Linked DNA regions of Xenopus laevis: region 1 is linked to region 2. The links are chromatin contacts, called in public Hi-C maps. All regions are on one chromosome and are shown on one strand. Each heading gives the region's core, a stretch centred on a gene start, on an enhancer-like site or on the middle of the called end of the contact. The rest is flanking DNA. Distances are from core to core; before and after follow the strand shown. Region 1 has its middle 29 kb from the start of bpgm.L. Region 2 overlaps tnni1.2.L (troponin I type 1 (skeletal, slow), gene 2 L homeolog).

Region 1 (2,822 bases), core at 184-2,683, 60 kb after region 2:
AAATTTGGTAGAATCTCTATGTAATTTTTATTTTTAGTGTTGCCCCCTCTTCCTTTGTCACAGCATTAACATTAGCGGCAGGATATATAACAAGAATTCTACTAAAATTATTTATAGGGTTTCCCAAAGGAGAGAGCCACATACAAGGGAGCTGTTCTGTTTTGCATTAGAATGCAGGCCAAGATATTTCATACTAATTCAATTAGAGCTGTGAATCATGTTCTGTTCTATGTATCATATTCTAACCATGTGCAGTCCCTTGTTACGTGAGAGGCGGGGGGAAACAGAATAAAGAAGAATATAAAAATGATGGCGGTATCATATTTTTGGAAGCATTGATGCATTAGAAGGCATACACTATGCTTTTGTTAGACAGAAATGTACAGAGAATGCAGCATTCCAGGCTGTGCCATCATTTCTCGACAGCGATTTGCTTACCAAGCTATCTTTGTATCAACCACTTTGTATCCATGTCCAAAAAGGACATACAGTAGGTACACCAAAAGGTTATAACTGAGCCTTTCTTGCTAACATGGAGTCAACTGCACCGGGTGCAAGAAATATGAATTCAAAATGGATTATCCCTAAGGCTGACTTGTTTTTATTTATTGTTTTCTCTCTCTATACAGATATCACACTACAGTGTTTCTTCTGTGGATTCTCTCTGAGGTTTGATCAACCCGCTAGGAGGTTTTTTGTACCAGAACTACTAAATTATATATATATTATATATAAATATATATACTAAATGCCCCACCACTTCAAGTCAGTAGGTGTTTTCCAAATGCTCCCTACTCTTTGAGGTTCAGCATTTGTAGTCTCAACACTTTGAAAACAAACATTAAATGATTTTTTTTCCCATTTAGGGCCAGTCAACAAGAGGAAGAAAAGCAAGACCACCTACTGGAAGAGGGGATCCATCAGGAACAGCAAAAACAGGATGAGGTGGAACAACAGTAGGACCAGGAACATCAGGAGGAGCAGGAACAACAGCAGGACCTGGAATTGCAAGAGAAACAGGAAAAACAGCAGGAGGAGCAGGAACAGCAGCAGGATCAGGAACAACAGCAGGACCAGGAACAGGAGGAGCAGGAACAAGAGGAAGATGTTCCTGCTGAACAACAACAACCCTGAGAAGATGGGTTGTACTCAGGCTCCAGAGGATTTGGGTAATATAACTAATTACTGGCTTTCTATTTTCATATGCAAATGCACCCTGTTGGCTCTTGTGTACTTTGTAGCCTTCCAGTCGTTCAAGCTGTCTGCCCAAATGATTAGAGAAATTAAAAGGCTGCCATAGTGTTGCCCCTTGTTAGTTCTCTGTATTTTTTTCCTGTGGCCTGATCAGTCAGAGAATTCCCCCTATTGGCCAGGGTATGGCTGCCTATAGGTTGCACTAGGTTAATTGACTCTGAGCTGAGATCTGGCCAAGTCTCCAAGTCTCATGTTCTAAATTTGTCTAAATGCTTGACTTGGGGGCCTATAGCCAGTGTTGATACAGTTAAGTAGCTGACAGGTAATGAGGCACTTGTCAGGCATGGGTCCCACAGGGGTGGTGACAATTGGTTGCTCGGTTACACTTGTCCACCCAACCCCTATTGGTTGGGTGGCTGGCATGGCAGGTAGCCCAGGAATGAGTATTGTGGTTGTTTATAGCTTGCTGTTTCAAACAAGGGCTGCTTGCTAGGGTCCAAAAGAAAGACATTTATGTAGTACTAGTCAGTAGTCAAGTGTTATACACCAAAGTATGTAAACAAAATATAGACATTAATAAAAAAGGAATAATAAAAATAAGGCAAATAATTTTAATAAATATGTCTGTAAAAAACCATAGAACATTTGAAAGTACTTTTGTTAATGAAATATATATTGACGTGGTAACTGCCTTGAAGCCACTTTAAAGTGAAAAGTCTTTAGCGATAAGAGAAAGAGCATCTGCCAGTTTATGGTGGTGTAAGGGAAATTGGAAGATAACGCAAAAGACTTCAATCAGTAAGAGGTTTCGGGGTTGAACTGTGAAAATTAAGCATTACTGGAGCTTTCAATGGGCCGTTAAACATAAGATATATCGGTTAATGCGATAAGCGTTTAGTGCAATGAATTGCATAATGGACATACGAAAAGGCTCACTTATGATATAAAGTTTAACATATCACATTGCATATAGATTTCTCCTATATGACAGCAGATGACAACATTGCCCATGTGCCCAATAAATAGTGATTGTCTATGGCATTTTACAGCAGCCCCTCTTTGCCAGAGTCTACTGTTCATCTGTTCACATGGGGGGTGTAAGTTCTTGCACACAACAGGAGTGCTATGATCAGAGCAAACAGCAAGAAACCATCTTCCCCAGCAACAGCAGCAGCAGCAGCAGCAGCTTGCCAGCTCAATAGAAGAAAATTCAAATCATTACTCAGCATTTGATTGGTTAAATAACTTCTAACCTCAAGGCGTGACTACACTTTCCATCCCTCCTGTATCTGGAGCAGCATTTAAAATGAAGCCAATCAGTGGCTTCCACGTGCTTACTGATTCTCAGTGCTAGTGATGGGTGAATCTGACCAATTTCGCTTTGCCGGAAATTTGTGAAACGCGAAAATTTGCAAAAATGTGTTGAAGTCATTAGGTGACAAATTTTTGTTGACTCGCGACAAATTTTTCACCCATTGGAGTCTATGGAAGTCATTTTTGCGGCAAAACTTGGCGAAGAATTTTGCTCATCACTAATTTCTCACTCCACAATCAATTTAGCAGAAGTCAGCTGATTAAAGGGGCTGTTCACTTTAAATTCACTTTTAGTATCCAGGGGTCCCCAACCT
Region 2 (2,700 bases), core at 142-2,641:
AGGTGAGTGAATTTTAAATTATTACCTACGAGGGTAATAATAAGAGATTAGACAAGGAGGAGAGGGCAAAGATCTAGAACATAATGAACGGTTGTGAAGCAGGAAATACTGGAAGGGGTGTGTCATAGATGCAGGACAGATATTCCAGTGTATATATTCCTCCATACATGGTATAATATTAGTTGCTGACAGACTAAACCAGAAACTCATTAGGCAGTGTATGGAGAGTTCGATGGGCTTCGCCAGATGTTGATCAGACAGGTTTAAAAATCCCATCAGATCGAGGACTGCATTGACTTGTTGATGTGGTCCTCGATCCGTCCTCCCATATTCTCCTCTTTGTGATCCGATTGTTGAGCCCTGCGGCCCACAATCATGTCAGCCCGATATCACCCACCTCATGGTGGACATATCTGGAAGAAATCCACTCACTGGGCAAAGTAGCCAAATGAGCGGATCACTACATGTATGGCCACCTTTACAAATGGACACAGCAGAGCCAGGCCAAAGGGTACAGGCTCCCATGGCTGACCGAAGCCAACCCCTCCCCCTGCTGCATCCCACCCACCTGCCTGTTATGAGCCCACCTCTCGTTTTCCACCAATCAATGCAATTCCCCATCTCTCTACTACTATGTGCCGAGGGCTCAGTGTGGCGGGAATGGATGGGAACTGTATTCCCTCCCACATATTCGCTACCCCCTCCTGTTGCACCCAAGGTACCTGCCTAACTTAACAACCTCTAGTTAGAGCCATGGGACAGAGCAAAACAATTACAATAGGCAACTGGATTGTTTTTTAGGCAAACAATTCTCCCTACTATAAATACCATGTAAAAACATTATATAACAATTTACTTTTTTGTATTTTCATTTCCCTTGCCAATACAGGAAAAGGCAGTTGAAGTTACGGATTGGCGTAAAAACATTGAAGCCATGTCTGGCATGGAGGGCAGAAAGAAGAAATTTGACACCAGCAATGCTTAAAACTAAGGTAAATATGCAAGGCAACAGAACTGTCCAAAGAATAACCAGTAGTTTACAATCAGCTTTGCACATTGTAGTACATTATGTAATACAGTGTTTCTTAAAGTGGGAGGGCTTGGAGCACTGGCTGGGGGCTTACTATGAAAGCCATTTAGGATGAAGTTTAGGGAGAATGCCTAATACTCTCCTAGATACACCTGGAGTCAGTTAATAAAATACTTATTTGATGTCCTAGAGGAACCAGACCCTGTTGTTTGGGACCCCCTGCAACCGCGTGGTCTGCTTCTTCTATAGTAACACCACTGGGCTAGGGCCATAAAGCCTTTTTTTTACAAGGTCTGACTCCAAGGTCGGACTGGGGGGCCCGGGGCCCACCGGGACCACTGTCCAGGGCCCCCCTCCGGCCTCTCCGCCCACCCCCTACTGAGGCGCTGCACACACGCATCAAGGCGCGAACGGCACATGCGCGAACTGCGCCACCCGGCGTGCATACGTGAACGGTGCCCAAATTTTTTAGGGGGGGTTCAAAATATGGGGCAAGGGGGTCTGGGCCGGCAGGGGGCCCATGAGGGTCGGGCCCACCGGGTTTTTTCCCGGTGTCCCGTCGGGCCAGTCCGACACTGTCTGACTCAACATATTTATTTTATTTATTCCTTACATCTTTTATACTTTTCACATCACATTAAAGCTGACTAGATTACACAACATCCAAAAAATGAAAGGGTTTATGACAACTGTGTCCACATGTCTTATTTCATCTGCCTCTTAAATACAGGTTGACTTTATTTAAAGGGTGAGGTAAACAGCCCTCCAGGCGAGATGATAATTGCTTTTCAGCACTTCTTCATTACTTGCCATGTTACATGCTTGGGGTGTTGACAAACATACAAATCTGCACTGAAATTATGATCGTCATGAAAATGCCTGCCTGAATATTTCAAGCTCGATTTATGAGAGTGACTCGAAATAGGGTGTTTGAAGAAAGGATTATTGTATTCACTCACAAGCCACTACTGGGGGTTGACACTGTAATATAATTACATATAATACACAAAAGCCATGAATATCCTGTAAATTATATCCTTATAAACGGTGAGTAGTGATGTCATCAGTTATAAACGGTGAGTAGTGATGCCATTTCTGTCACATGACTCACTAAAATGTGTGTATTATAATAAATAAAGTACCCCCAGTTGTAAAATATGAGGATATTAGAAGTTACCTCGGAGTTCCATGACCTGTATAAAAACACTCGGCCTTCGGCCTCGTGTTTTTATATGGTCATGAAACTCCTCGGTAACTAATAATATCCTTATATTTTACAAGAGGGGGTACTTTATTCACTATATAATATACATTATAGTGAAATGAACAAACAATGTCTGGATGTTCCAAAGATGTTGACCAAAATACCAGGGTTTTAACCCAGAGGCTAATGTTTCTGCCAGTTTGGTCATTTATTTTTCTACCATACTGGCATTTAATCTGTTCATGTTTGCAGTCAGACTAGTCGACATGGTTTCTTCCTGGAAGAGAAGAGAATAAGGGGCTTATTTATCATTATGTATAAAACATTGGCGGAAAACATTACCGGTGATGTTGCCCATAATGACAAATCAGCAATTAGATTTCAACACTTTTATTAGGAAACAAGAGCAAAGATTGGTTGAAATGGGCAACATCACTTGCAATGTTTTTCTCCACAGCATGATAAA

Evidence for each region. A called contact is a pair of places that touch in the nucleus more often than the background predicts.
Region 1: a Hi-C map of the XL177 cell line shows a contact between it and region 2, with 3 times the contacts expected there. The contact joins two enhancer-like sites. A contact is called at or near these places in 2 of 4 Hi-C or Micro-C datasets (the XL177 cell line and the XTC cell line).

What each region holds. Positions count from the first base shown.
Region 1 is chr3L:25,897,003-25,899,824 of Xenopus_laevis_v10.1, forward strand. No RefSeq gene overlaps it. Among protein-coding and RNA genes, the nearest start is that of bpgm.L, 29 kb to the left of the region's middle. Within about 2 kb of position 1,434, at least 1 of the 7 cell types and tissues checked has an H3K27ac peak or open chromatin away from gene starts, as enhancers often do.
Region 2 is chr3L:25,836,915-25,839,614 of Xenopus_laevis_v10.1, forward strand. tnni1.2.L (troponin I type 1 (skeletal, slow), gene 2 L homeolog) reads left to right here. Exons shown (of 9, transcript NM_001086312.1): 7 at 1-2; 8 at 890-992. The coding sequence ends at 985. Among protein-coding and RNA genes, the nearest start is that of tnni1.2.L, 14 kb to the left of the region's middle. Within about 2 kb of position 1,392, at least 1 of the 7 cell types and tissues checked has an H3K27ac peak or open chromatin away from gene starts, as enhancers often do.